2 separate regions of the Oryctolagus cuniculus genome follow, and region 2 is linked to region 1. Evidence: chromatin contacts called from public Hi-C data. All regions are on one chromosome and are shown on one strand. Each heading gives the region's core, a stretch centred on a gene start, on an enhancer-like site or on the middle of the called end of the contact. The rest is flanking DNA. Distances are from core to core; before and after follow the strand shown. Region 1 holds the start of MRPS10 (mitochondrial ribosomal protein S10). Region 2 holds the start of BYSL (bystin like).

What was found. A called contact is a pair of places that touch in the nucleus more often than the background predicts.
Region 2: a contact with region 1 is called in a Hi-C map of an unstated tissue, with 5 times the contacts expected there. The contact joins the promoter of BYSL here to the promoter of MRPS10 in region 1. A contact is called at or near these places in 2 of 6 Hi-C or Micro-C datasets (ear pinna and an unstated tissue).

The regions. Positions count from the first base shown.
Region 1 is chr5:127,722,338-127,729,439 of mOryCun1.1, forward strand. MRPS10 (mitochondrial ribosomal protein S10) reads left to right here and starts at 3,023. Exons shown (of 7, transcript XM_008262916.4): 1 at 3,023-3,174. The coding sequence starts at 3,127.
Region 2 is chr5:127,984,308-127,991,909 of mOryCun1.1, forward strand. It overlaps BYSL (bystin like), which reads right to left and starts at 5,506. Exons shown (of 7, transcript XM_002714398.5): 1 at 4,901-5,506. The coding sequence starts at 5,168. It overlaps MED20 (mediator complex subunit 20), which reads left to right and starts at 5,551. Exons shown (of 5, transcript XR_517896.4): 1 at 5,551-5,704.

The DNA of each region.
Region 1 (7,102 bases), core at 1,773-4,272:
CCGGGAACTGATCAGTCCCACCACTGCAAAGAGCAAAGGTCGTGTTTCATAATATGCTAAACTCCCTAACCTCACACACACACACACACACACACACACACACACACAGCTGTTCATAGCAGGTGCTCTGCAACTGTTAATCACTTCTCTAGTCTTCCATGTATGCTTATTTGGGGGCGGGGGAGGGTTGCAGAGAGAAAGGGAGCACCTTTGAGTTTCCCTAAAGTCGATTCTGAATCCCATGGATTCCCAGTCCAGTTTGCTCAGCCGCAGCCAGCCAGCAGGGTTGTACAGACGTAGCTGAGTTTTAATGTGGACATAAACAAAATGTGGCCAGGAAGACATTTTAATTCATCCCAAATGAATCCTAAGTGATCTCTGGCTCATAGATACCTCTGTATAAAGTAGCAAAAGGCTTGGTAACTTCCTCTATGTAAGAGAATCTTGGAAAGGGCCGTCTTTAGAAACAACTGGTACAATCAAAATATGACTTAACTTAGAAATACTGGTCTACTCTTATTTTTCCTGGATAGAAAGCCAAGTGCATTGATAAGGATCACTGGCCTGCTGCTCACCTCTGTTAGCTGTTTGAAAGGTTAGACTGTAGGGAAGAGACCCACAGTGGATAGGCCAAATTCAGAACACTATCCAAGCCCACATACGAGGCCAAAGAGCCCTGTCCACAGCCCAACTGTTGGAAAAAAACACTGTAGGTTTTGCCCCCAGGTAATTGGACCAGATTGGCACCTGACCCAACGCCATTAGGACTAAGGCTGTTTGGTGACACTCAACATGGCTTAGCCCAGGAAGGTGGAGAGACCAGAACAAATGTCCACAATTGTAAGAATTTAGAAACTTGGTGATTCAAGGGAAACAGTGAGTAGCCAAACGCAAGGCCAAGCCCTGAGGAAGGAGAAACTTCCTTAGCAGAGAGAGCCCACCAGTAAAAAGAGCGGGTTTGGCCTCTGCAGAAGGGACTGCGAGCCAGCCCCTTGGGCTGCTTTCAGCACATTTCCAGGTCCTTAACAATAAGCCCCCTCTGGGCCAGTATTGTGGCCTAGAGGGTTAAGCTGCCTCCTGTCACACTGGCATCCCCTATGGATGCCAGTTCGATTCCCCCCTGCTCCACTTCCAATCCAGCTCCTCGCTGATGACCTGGAAAAGCGGTGGAAGAGGGGCCCCGGCATCCGCATGGGAGAACCTAGAAGACACCCTAGCTCTTGGCTTCAGCCTGGCCCAGCCCTGCCTATCTGCGGCCATTTGGGGAGTGAATGAAAGCTGTCTCTCTGTGTGTAACTCGCCTTTCAAATAAATAAATAAATCTTTAAAATAAAACAAACCCCCTCTTCTTTTGAGACAGTGGAAGAGTGCCTACCTCTAGTTCTTTCCGCCAAGAAAGACCCAGATAGAAGTGGATCTCATCATCGAATTATAACCAGCACACTCAGGGGAAGAAAAGACAGCGAACCAGGACTCTGAAGGTGGTCACTGGTTCAGGTGGACTCTGAAGACAGTTACTGGTTCAGGATCACTCTGGACACTCAACATTGACTTTGTGAGCCACTTTATCTCTGACTCCAGGTAAAATTCACACCTTCACATTAGATGCCACAGTGACAGTCACCTGCAAGTTGTAGTCACCACCACTGTGGCTGCGAGGTTATCCCGAAGGGGGCAGGTAGCGAATGCTGCATCTGGGGGGGGGTGGGGGGGGAGGCTTTGGAAAGCCCTCTGATAGAGACTGCCTCCGTGTGAACTGGGGAGACTAACTCGGAAGACAGCAGGCAGGTCACCGAGGTGGGGCTCAGCCCACCGCGGCAGAAGCACTCCACGCTGGGGTGTAGGGTCACGCTGGACACTTTGGCCACACCTCCCGAGGACTGAGGCCAGCCTGAGGGATAAGAACACTGGTTTCCATTCCCAGGCCTTTCATCAGCTTGTCAGATGTTTGGCAAATCTTCCCACCCCTTCCTTGGTTCTCTTTTTCGCAAGACAGGGTAAGTAATACCTACTTGCAAGGAATAAAAACAAAATATCTTTACATCTGCACAGTACTTTATTTAGACACCATGACTTGTTCTCATAAACTTGATCTTCTTCATCTTTTCAACAACTGTTGAAGCAGATGAGGTAGAAGCAACTTTGTATTACAAATAGTGGATGACATTTATCACACATAATAATGTGACAGGCATTGTACTAAACACCACAGTCAGTATATCTCACTGAACCCTCAGAGCAACTATTTGAAGTAGGAACTGTTATTGTCATCTCTTTTTGACATGAGAAAATTGAGTCCCAGGGTGGGGAAGCCACTCAGTTAAGTGCCAAACCTGGGATTAGAAACCACATCTCCTGATTGTAAGTCTAGAGTTTTCCATTATGATAAACTGCGTATGTGAAGGCACTCTGGGGAAATAAAACTGAAATCTGCACAAGTGGGAGATTATAACCCCAATTATAAGCCTTTTTACTTGAAACTAAATTACAGTGACAGTAATAACTAGACAAAATACTTTTAGGTTGTTATCCTAGGTGAAGGCAGCCATTGCAAATTCTGAAATATGAGAGGAACATACAAAAAAGAATGATTTAGGAATATTTAGGGCCGTAGTGCACAAGATGGCTGGCACTGGGGAAAGCTGGTAAGAGTTAAAGACCTTGACTAGAAGGTAATTGTTTTAAGGTAAGGGATTGGAACCCGGACGCTGTAGTAGTGGAGGCTTTTAAAAATTTTTTAAATGAATATACATTTTGTTAAAATTCTGAAAATATTTAAGAAAACAAATCAATCATTATTTCACTACCCAGCGATAACCTGTCAATATACTGTATTTCTCCAAACACGTGGTTTCCTACAACAAAACAGGATCCACAGGACAAACCCGCCTTGAAGGGAGAACACTGATGTGACCTGGTAACTTCAGAAACAGGCAGGCGTAAGGTTAACGAGCTCAGGAGTTGCCCAGGGCGGGGGTCATCTCACCCATAAAACAGCGGGAATTCACGTCTCTGTGGCAGTTCCCGTGCCGGAACACGAGGATACGCTCTCTCCTCTTGCAAACTCTATGATCCGAGGGCGCCGCTGTGACCCCGGAAGTAATTCTGGGAGGTCGGGGCAGCAAGATGGCGGCGCGGTCAGCGGTTGTGTCTGTTTGCCGGCGCCTCTGGCAGGTACCAGGCGGGCTGGGGAGGCCGGGCGGGCTGGCGGGGTCAGATGTCACCAAGTCTTGCTGCCAGCCGCCCTGCTGCCCGTCAGGAGGCCTCCCCTGTACTTCTCACGCGGGCTATTGTTTGCAAGGAGGTGATGGAAAAGGGTGCTGGTTTTACCTCGTATCCTCTCATGGGATTAAACAGAAACTACTGTCAGGGCAAAGACAGGAGCAAGAATTGTAGGAGGTCAGAGCTGGAAAGGATATTGAGCATATGTATATTCCAACACCCGTTCCTTCTTGTTCGCAAGATGACGGGAAGCTTGTGTCGCGAAACCGGGGGCTGAGCTGGTACAGAGATCGCGGATATTTGCCCCGCATCTAAACTGAGATTCCTCCCCCGACATCCAGGGCTTCGAAGATCTAGATGAGGTTCTCTGAAGTCAGGGGCAGGAGTTGGATGCACTCTTGTTCTTTGGAGCGGAAGCAAGAAACCTAAGCAGCGGTTCTCCAGCGCTTTGCGCCCAGAGTCGATCCCTTTACACTTAAGGAGGGGGGACTCCAGAGAGCTTTGGTTTTTGTGGCGTTAGCTACCTATGTCTAGTTTTCCAAAATAAGACAGTATCTCGTTTAAAAGTAACAAGTCTGTTTTAAAAGTAACACGGATAAATTAGTTACGGAGGAACGTAATGAACACTTGCTGAAAATTACCCATAGTCTCCAAAACAAAAACAGATTTAGTAAGGAGTGGCAGTAGTTTGCGTTTTTGCAAAAATCTTGCGTGTCTGGCTTAGTGGAAGACAGCTGGGTTCTGGGCTGTGTCCCTGCAGTTGGGCTTTGGTGCAGCCTCCAGAAAGCTTCGCCGGTTCTGCCTGGGGACTGAGAGTGGCAGGGTGCAGACTGCCTTGTGTTACTAGGAAAAGTGTCTTGATTTGCCGGAGCTCCTGAAAGTGTCCCCTAGACCCTGCCAGGGGTCCTCAGACCACACCCGGAGAACCAGACCGAATTTTAAAAAGAACAAAAGAGAAAAGTGTAAGGGCTTCTTAAGATTGATTTGTGGCTGTAACAACACTTTAGGCTTGACCTTGTGAGAGCTGAGGTTTGCTGGGAACACAGAAACCGGAAGTGCCGTTCCCTTAGACCTGTGCTCCTTTGCACAACTGGATTGTGGGGTCACTAAAATGTAGAGAGGGAACTTTCTTTCCTTTTTTTTTTTTTTTTTCTAAAGATTTTATTTATTTGAAAGTCAGAGTTACACAGAGAGAGAAGGAGAGGCAGAGAGAGAGGTCTTCCATCCGCTGGTTCATTCCCTGGATGGCTGCAACGGCCAGAGCTGTGCCAGTCTGAAGCCAGGTGCCAGGAGCTTCTTCCAGGTCTCCCACACAGGTGCAGGGGCCCCAGGACTTGGGCCATCTTCTACTGCTTTCCCAGGCCATAGCAGAGAGCTGGATCAGAAGAGGAGCATCCAGGACTAGAACTAGTGCCCATATGGGATGCTGGCACTGCAGGCAACAGCTTTACCCGCTACGCCACGGAACTGGCACTCCTTTTAATTATTTATTTATTCTGAAAGTTACAGACAGCGAGGGAGAGAGCAATCTTCCAAGCACTGGTTCATTCCCCAGTTGGCTGCAATGGCCAGTGCTGGGCCAGGCTGAAGGCGGGAGCCAGGAGCTTCATCAGGGTCTCCCACATGGGGGCCAGGGGCCAGGGGCCTGGGCCATCTTCCTCTGCTTTCCCAGACTATTATCAGGAAGCTGGATCAGAAGTGGAGCAGCTGGAACAGGAACCTGTGCCCATTTGGGATGCCAGCGTCACAGGCGGTGGGTTTACCTGCTGCACCACACATTGGCCCCAAGGAGGGAATTTTCTGTGTGACTGTGTATGAAGAATGGTGCACACACAACCTGTACTATCTTGTATTGTGCCTGATTTCACTTCTTTTGATTTTCCCCCTTGGCCCTGGGAAAGCTATGGTTTATCTTCATTTTGGGTTAGGAACAAGAAAGGATAATAAAACTAAGAGTAGGCTTTTAAAACATATTTAGGTGCCATCAGTTGTTTTAATTAAACTTCACTTGTGCTGAACTGTTATTTTCATCTTCATTGTATTTTCAATAATCCTTATTGTTACTTTTTTTTTTTTTTTTTTTTTTTGACAGGCAGAGTGGACAGTGAGAGAGACAGAGAGAGAAAGGTCTTCCTTTTGCCGTTGGTTCACCCTCCAATGGCCGCCGCTGCAGCCGGCGCACCGCGCTGATCCGATGGCAGGAGCCAGGATCCAGGTGCTTTTCCTGGTCTCCCATGGGGTGCAGGGCCCAAGCACCTGGGCCATCCTCCACTGCACTCCCTGGCCATAGCAGAGAGCTGGCCTGGAAGAGGGGCAACCGGGACAGAATCCGGCGCCCCGACCGGGACTAGAACCCCGTGTGCTGGCGCCGCAAGGTGGAGGATTAGCCTATTGAGCCACGGCGCCGGCATAATAATCCTTATTGTTATTCTAATTTCTCAGGTTACATTTTTTTTTAGCAGAAATCTTCGGGCTTTAGAATTTTTTATTTATTTTTATTTTACTTGGAAGGCAAATTTATTTCCTACATGCCCGCAACAGCCCAGACTAGACCAGGCCAAGCCAGAAGCACAGATCTCAGTTCTCATAGGTGGGGGCCGAAGCTGTGGTGCAGTAGGTTAATGCCCTGGCCTGAAGCACCGGCATCCTATATGGGTGCTGGTTCAAGACCTGGCTGCTCTGCTTCCTATCCAGCTCTCTGCTGTGGCCCGGGAAGGCAGTGGAGGATGGCCCAAGTCCTTGGGCCCTGCACCCGCATGGGAGACCCCAAAGAAGCTCCTGGCTCCTGGCTTTGGATCAGCGCAGCTCCGGCCGCTGCGGCCATCTGGGGAGTGAACCAGCGGATGGAAGACCCCCCCCCCCCTCTCTCTCTCTCTGCCTCTGCTCTCTCTGTAACTCTGACTTTCAAATAAATAAATAATTCTTTTTAAAAAAAATTCACATAGGAGACAGGGACCCAACTGCTGGAACCGCCATCCGCTGTTTTCCAGGGTGTACGGTAGCAGGAAGTGGGATTGGAAGTCAAGCCAGAACTCAAACACGGGCGCTCTGATGTGGGTATGGAATGGAGGCGTCGCAAGCAGCATTGTAACTGCTGTGCCAAACACTCCCCTCACGTTACACTTTTAAATCTCAGGAAAGCTTAAAAGAAAAACCATGGGCTGCAAACCATTATGTGCAAGCACAGTACTGTTTAAGTTTCCTGAAACTAGAAAGTTTTGTCCCACTAGGGGCAGCCGACAAAAGAGGATTTGGAAATGATGAAGTGTTGTAGTTTGCCGCACAGTAGTTAATGCTGGGAATGAGCTCCAGTGTGCACTGCATAGCTTTTCATTTGTAAGCCAATTGTCCCAGCTACGCCAAAAAATATGTATGCTTGGAAAGAGTGCTTTAGGGGCTGGCGCTCTGGTGTAGCAGATAAAGCCAATGCCTGAAGCACCGGTATCCCATTTGGGTGCCAGTTAGAGTCCCAGCTGTCGCGCTTCCAATCCAGTTCTCAGCTTTGGCCTGGGAAAGCAGTACAAGATGGCCCAAGTGCTTGGGCCTCTGCATCCGAGTAGGAGACCCTGAAGAAGCTCCTGGCTCCTGGCTTCCGATCAGCCGTTTGGGGAGTGAACCAGCAGATGGAAGACCTCTCTCTCTGCCCCTGCTTCTCTGTAACTCTGCTTTAGAATTCTTCCTCCAAATCTTAATAGCTTAGGTTATAAAAATGCCTAATTATTTTTATTGTTTGAAAATATTCAGGCAAAATAAGTATAATATTGAAATACGATTATTCTGTAAAATAATAATGAGAAGGTGAAGTCACATGATTTCTAGTGGAAGCCATGAATAGCTTGGCAGTCAGCCCCATTTCTAACGCATGTTCCCCCTGCTCTTG
Region 2 (7,602 bases), core at 4,256-6,755, 260 kb after region 1:
CTGTCCCCAGATGCTTGCAATCTCCCTTGAGAAACAAAATGTAAAATGAGACAAAGAGCCAGCAAGGCCCATAAATAATAGTCACCACACCCTACGCAGTTCTGCAGCAGTCAACTGTCCTGACATTCTCTACAGACGCTGACTGCTTAGCCTTTGTAACCCCAAGAAGAAGGTATGCCCAGAAGCAGATGAAGTCGTTGAAGCACAGAGAAGTGGCGCCATCTGCGTAACATCAGCAATCCCAGGGGTCAGGACTGTGCCTTCATCACCACTGCTGCCCCCTCACGCAGGGCTGCGTTTCCATCTCAGTGAGGGGTCGGGACAGCACACAGGCACTCACAAGATGAGCGCTGCAGCCAGGCTCTGGACCGGCGGTGCGGGGGCAGGTGGAGTGTGTTCGACTGAGGTAGGCATCTTGGAGAAAGGGCTTGGTTCTGAGTGTCTGTTAGGCAGTAGGAAGGAACAGGGCTGGATGGGAAGGTCCTGAAAGCCAGGCAGTAGGGCTAAGAGGGCAACACCTGAATAGTTGATTTTTGGAAGGCTATGCCTGGCTGGGCATCTAGAAAGGTTTCTAATAACTCAAGTGGAGAGATAAAACGCTCCATGTGAACAGGTAGTTCAGAACAATGGCAGGTACAGGACAAGAGCTAAATGGGGGAAGGGGGTGATGTAGTATGGTGGGTGTAACCTGTCACTTGGGATGCTGGCATCCCATATCAGAGTGCTAACGTTCAAGTCCCACCTCCTTTTTTTTTTGACAGGCAGAGTGGACAGTGAGAGAGAGAGACAGAGAGAAAGGTCTTCCTTTGCCGTTGGTTCACTCTCCAATGGCCACCGCGGCTGGCGCACTGCGGCCGGCGCACCCCGCTGATTCGATAGCAGGAGCCAGGAGCCAGGTGCTTTTCCTGGTCTCCCATGGGGTACAGGGCCCAAGCACTTGGGCCATCCTCCACTGCACTCCCTGGCCACAGCAGAGAGTTGGCCTGGAAGAGGGGCAACCGGGACAGAATCCGGCGCCCCGACCGGGACTAGAACCCGGTGTGCCGGCGCCACTAGGCAGAGGATTAGCCTAGTGAGCCGCGGCGCCGGCCCCACCTCCTTTTCTGATCCAGCTTCTTACTAGGGTGTACCCTGGTAGGCAGTATGTGATGGCTCCTGTAGTTGGATCCTGGTCACCCAAGCAGGAGACCCAGAGTGCTGGGTTCCTGGCTTTGGCCTGGCCCAGCCCCAGCTGTTGCAGGCATTTGGAGTGAACCATTTGATGGAGGATCGCTCTCTTTGCCTTCCAAATAAATGAAAATATTTTTTTCAAAGATTTATTCATTTGAAAGTCAGAGTTACAGAGAGGCAGAGGCAAAGAGAGAGGTCTTCCATTTACTGGCTCACTCCCAAAATGGCCACAACGGTGGGAGCTGAGCTGATCCAAAGCCAGGAGCCAGGAGCTTCTTCTGGGTCTCCCACACGGGTACAGGGGCCCAAGGACTAGTACCATCTTCTACTGCTTTTCTAGGCCATAGCAGAGAGCTAGATCAGAAGTGGAGCAGCTGGGACTTGAACCAGTGCCCATATGGGATGCTGGCATTGCAAGCAAAGGCTTAGCCCACTATGCCACAGCACCAGTCCCAAAAATGAATTTTAAAAAAATATTCTAGGGGCCAGCACAGCAAGTAAAGCCACTTGGGCCCCTGCATCTGTGTGGGAGACCTGTAAGAAGCTCCTGGCTTCAGATCGGTGCAGCTCCAGCCACTGCAGCCCTCTGGGGAGTGAACCAGCGGATGGAAGACCTCTCTCTCTCTGCCTCTCTGTAACTCTGCCTTTCAAATAAATAAATAAATCTTCAAAAAAAAAAAAAAATTCTAAAGCTCCATTGGGATGGGAGGCAGACATTTTTCTCCATTCCATTCTTACTTCCAGATGCTGACTCCAGGTGCCTCGTGGAACAGCTGCTTGGGGAAGACTCACAGGCACCTCAAACTCCACCTTCATCAAGAGAACTCATTCCCTTCCCTCACGGTCTACACTGCTCAGTCCTCCAAAGCTGGGTAAACGGCACCATCCCGGACTCAACACTGAGCTTGGGAAGCAGCCCTGCCTCATGCCCTGCCCTCACCTTCAACCTCCAATCAACTACCAACTCCTAGTCCCCAGAATTTTACCTCACAGACTGTCTCTCAAGTCCTTGACAGCCCAGGCTAAGCCTCCATCTGCAGCATCTTTTGCTGGATTAATTCAGCAGTCCCTTAATGTTTGTCTCACTTCCCTCCACTGCATTCTTCACTCTGCAGGGAGAGTAATCTGCCAGCAACGCACATTTGATTTGGTCAGTTCTGCACTCAAACCCCTCCCACAGCTTCCCATCATTGTTAGAAAGGCTTTCAATTCTGGGCATGCTCTCCAAGAGCTCTGCAGGTTTGGCACCTACCTACCTACCTCACCATCATTCATTAGTCCATTTACTCAGCGAACATCGAGTGTCTGCTACATGTGAGGCACTGGTAAGAGTGCTGGAAGGTTAGCAGTGAACAAGAGAAACAGAAATTGTTGACCTCACAGAGCTTACATTCTAACTGGAGGAGAAAAACATAAAAAATAGACGTAATATATAAATATATTGGATTAAAAGAAGAGAAGTACTAAGACAAAACACAGAGTAGAGAAGTCAGAAGTACAGAGGGGTCCAGCACTGTGGTGGGTGAGGCCACTGCCTGCAGTGCCGGCATCCATATGGGTGCCGGTTCGAGTCCCAGCTGCTCCACTTCTGATCCAGCTCTCTGCTGTGGCCTGGGAAAGCAATACAAGATTAGAAGATGGCCCAGGCCCTTGGGCCCCTGTACCAGTGTGGGAGACCAGGAGGAAGCTGCCGGCTCCTGGCTTTGGATCTGCTAAGTTCTGGCTGTTGTGACCACCCAGGGAGTGAACCAGCAAATGGGACCTCTCTCTGCCTCTCTGTGACTCTGCCTTTCAAATAGATAAACTGCAAGCCTGCAGGCAATGGAGTAGACTAATCCAGGAGAAGGAACAGCCAGGCACAGGCTCCAACTGCCCATGTTTAGAAGGAACAATGAGATTTGTATGGTGGAGTAGAGGACAAAGGGAAAGAAGCCGGCGGTCAGACGGTAATAGAGGTAGATCACACAGGGCACTGTGCACTATTAGAACCCTGTAGCTGTAGGGGCAACAGGATCGTGGTTAGGAGGGTACCACAATAACCCGAGCGCAGAACATGGCGGCTTGGACATGATGGCGTTTCTAAGGTGGCGGAGGTGGTCATCAGAACTTCCTAATGAATAAGACATGGAGACAGGAGGGGGAAAAGAAAGGGAGGGGGAGGGAGACCAAGGACAGGGGAGGACCAGGTGTGGGAGTCAGAGTTTGTTTTGGACATGGTAAGTTTGAGATGTCTTTTACATGTCAAATGAGAGATGCCCAATAGCAGCTGAATATAAGAATTTGGGCTTCAGGGGCTGGTGTTGTGGTGTAGCAGGTGAAGGAAGCTGCTGCCTATGACACCAGCATCCCATATGAAGCCAGTTCAAGTCCCAGCTGCTCTACTTCTGACCCAGTTCCCTGCTAATTGCCTGGGGAAAGCAGCAGAAGATGGCCCAAGTGCTTGGGCCCCGGCACCCACAGGGGAGACCGGGATGAAGCCTTGCTGGTTGCCGCCATCTGGGGAATGAACCAGTGGATACAAGATTTCAAATAAATAGATAAAAAAATTTTGAGTTTCTTGGAAGAGATCAGGGCTGGAATAAAAAGTAGGTAACACTCACTAAATAGATGGTAGTTAAATCATGAAACTTGAACAGGAAGTTTCAAATGCCTGCAAAAGCCAAGGAGACCCAGATGGAGCTCCGGATTTGGCCCGGCCCAGCTCAGTCATTGTGACCATTTGGGGAGTGAACTAGTGGATAAAAGATCTCTGTGTCTCTTCCTTTCAAGTAAATAAATAAATCTTAAAAAAAGAAAAAAAAGAAAGAAACAGCTTAGGAAACCCACATCCCATAACTGAATGCCAGGGTTCGAGTCCTGGTTCCACTGCAGATTCAGGCTTCCCACTAATATAGACCCTGAGAGACAACAGGAGGGAGCTCAAGTCATTGTGTCCCTGCAACCCACCCGGAAGAACTACACTGAGTTCCAGGTTTGGTCTGGCCCAGCCCTGGCCGTAGCAGGCAGCAGGCGTTTGGGAAGTAGATTAGGGGAAGCAAGTTTTCTCTCTCTGCCTTTCAGATAAAGATACTGTAGCCAGAAGAGCAGGGTTCAATTGCGTCAAATACTGCTTTTCTACAAATAAGATAAGCTCTGAGAAGTCGGTTAAACAACTCAGAGGTCAAGGCTTCTCCCCTATGAGAAAACAGTCAACATTTTTCAATCATCTCTCCCTCCACTTGGCCCCTAAACAATACTGCTTTTTCTGTTATGAACATTCGGTTTCAGGTCTCAGCTTCCAGGCTGGGCAACTCTGACCCCTACACGAATGCTATCGTTTCCAGAGAAACGAGACTTTCTTTCCCATGGAATTTACTGTTCTAATTGTCTCTCTCTTGGTTTAGACTGTAAGGTCCCGAGCTATATCTTGTTTATTTCTGCACGCAATCCATCAAAACTCCCAGCATCGTGCAAAGCCGGTAGCGAGCATCCCATATTTACAAAACCGTTGGACAAATGCTAGGAGAACTTGGTGGCCTGAGCCATCACTTCCTATTGGCCTAACTTGCGGGACGCGGCGAAAGGAGCACTAAAAACAGGGAGCGGGCCTGCAGGGTTCGGTCTTCCACCTGCCCTGCTCTCGGTAGAGAGCAACGTGCAACCCGGTTTTGAATCCAAGGTACTCCCCTGCCGGACACCTGTGGGCCGTCCACCCCCCAACCCAACTACTGCCTTCCCCGCGGACGCTCACCCAGCCGCGTGGCGCGCTCCCGAGGCTTGGCGGGCCCGTCCCCAGAGCCGTGCTCGGTTTCCAGCTCCTCCTGTTGCTGCCGTGCTTGCTGCAAAATCCGCCGGCTCAGCCGGGGCCCCACATACTCTTCCTCCTCTTCCCCGGTTCCGCGGCCCCGCCGCTTTTCCCGGGCACTTGACCGCACCGCGTTCCCAGCCAGGATCTGCTCGGCCAGGGGCGCGTGTTTTTCCTGAGCCCCAGCCCCACGGGCCGCTTTGAATTTCGGCATTTTTCTCGATAATGCGGCCCGGCAAACTCACACGTGGGTACGGCGACAGCCCAGGATGTGCGCTCGGCAATGAACGCCCAGGTCTGTGCCGAGAGGCCACGCGCTCACAGCGCCCCTACGCGTTCGGAGGCCAGAAAAGCAGCCAGCACCACTGCACTCCCGCAGGGAACTCCCGAGTCCTGGAGCCGGAGCCCGGAACAAATGCATTGCCTTTGACGTTGACGTCTCTAAATGGTGGCAGCCCGGGCCACGCTTTCCTAGCTTTCTGGATCTAGGACCAGGGTGGCCAACCAAACGGAAACTTCCGGAACTGCAAGCCAGGGGAGGGGCTGGGAATCGGGCCGATGACCTCACTGGAGGCGTCACCCAGAGTCGCTGCTGGTGCGTCTAACCGGCGCTCTGTTTTTACGTACTTCCGGAGCCCCTCCCGCGACCCGAGCCTGCGGTAGTTTTTAGTTCTTGTGGGCTTCGGGAGAGCGCTGTTTCGGCTGTGTGGTCGTGCCGCTTTCCAGGCCTGACGCTATGGGAGTGACCTGGTAGGATCACAAAGGGTTTTATGGGGCGGGACTTGGGTCGTGAAGGTCCCTTGAAACCTGGAGGGTCGGGGACTGAAGTCCGCCGTTCTCCGGGAGCTGAGCAAAATGCCCTCGGGCTGCGTGGATGTGGGCACTCTAAGGGCCGTGAGTCTCGGGCCCTAATGGGCCCCATTGCTCCTGGAAGGAAGCAAGGAAAAGGTTTTATCTCAGGAACCTTATGCATGGGTTGTGTACCCTCTTCTCTTTTTCTTGGTACGTCTTGCTACCCTTGAAATCCTAGTAGTGCAGAAAGTGGGACTTCGAGGTCGGAAACAGGGCTTTTCAGACTAGAACCCACCCGCAGGTAGGGTTAAAGCTGATAGGAGATAGGCAACGAGGCGGTGTTTGTGTGTTCGCCTCCCCCTACCTGTAGCCACCCAATAATCAGCCTGTATCTGGTTCTCATTCGGGTCTACAGGATCAAAATGGAAACTACTGGGAATTAGAAGATCAGGTTTCCAGACACTTTACTTCCTCATGACCTGCCTCCTACTACGTTTATACGGTTGATTCAGTTTCAGTGCACTTAAAAAAAAAAAAGATTTATTTATTTGAAAGGCAGAGTTAAAGAAAGGCAGGGGCAGAGAGAGAGCTTCCATCTGCTGGTTCTCTCCCCAAATGGCTGCAATAGCCGGAGCTGGGCCGATCAGGAGCCTGTAGCTTCTTCCAGGTCTCCCATGGGGGTGCAGGGGCCCAAGCACCTGGGCCATCTTCTACTGCTTTCCCAGGCCATGACAGAGAGCTGGATCGGAAGTGGAGCAGCCGGCTCTCAAATCGGCACCCACATGGGATGCCAGCTCTACAAGCAGCTGCTTTACCCTCCACGCCACAGCACTGGCCCCCAATGGACTTTTAAATCTCTGAACATGTTCTCAAACCCAGATGGAAGAGGATGGGGTGGAGGGGAAGGGTATGAACCCAGGGATCTTGGAGACCTTAGTTCCAAGGTGCTGGGTCTCTGCACCTTTTTTCTTCTTCTTCTTTTTTTTTTTTTTTTTAAGTCTTGGTTGTGAGCATCTCATCAGAGAGGCCTGGAGGCCAGGATATCTGAAGCCAGGAGTTATAGGCTTCTCTTTTTTTTCTCTTTTTTGAAAGATTTGAGAGGTAGAGTTACAGACAGTGAGAGGGAGAGACAGAAAGGTCTTCCATCTGCTCGTTCACTCCCCAGATGGCCCCAATGGCTGGAGCTGCGCCAATCCGAAGCGCTTGGGCCATCTTCTGTTGCTTTCCCAGGCCATAGCAGAGAGCTGGATTGGAAGAGGAGGAGCCAAGACTCGAACCGGCACCCATATGGGATACCGGCACCACAAATGGAGGATTAACCTACTGCACCACAGCACTGGCCCCCTAGGCTTCTCTTTTAAAAATAGTTGGGGGTAGAGGGAACACAATTTCTCCCAGTAGCCAGGGGTTTCTGGGGCTTGCACTCTTGTTTCCCCTACCACAACCCTCCCAAGCCCTGCAGAGTGAGGGTGCTGGTGCGGGATGGAGGTGGAAAAGTTGCAGCACAGGGGTTGGGACTGTGTGTAGCAGATTAAGTTACTGCCTGCAGTGCCGGCATCCCTTATGGGCACTGGTTCAAGTCCTGGCTGCTCCACTTCCAATCCAGCTCTCTGTAATGGCCTGGGAAAGCAGTAGAAGATGGCCCAAGACCTTGGGCCCCTGCACCCACGTGGGAGACCTGATGAAGTTCCTGGCTTTGTTGCCGGCCATTCCTGGGGGCGCCCTTATCAACTTTTCCAAAATCCTAGGACCTCTGTCCCTTGTAGCTTCAGGGATTCTCTGAAAGTACTTCAGAAAGTTCACAGAAAGTATGTATTATGAAAAACTATGCAATGTTTTGGCACCAAAATCTTTCT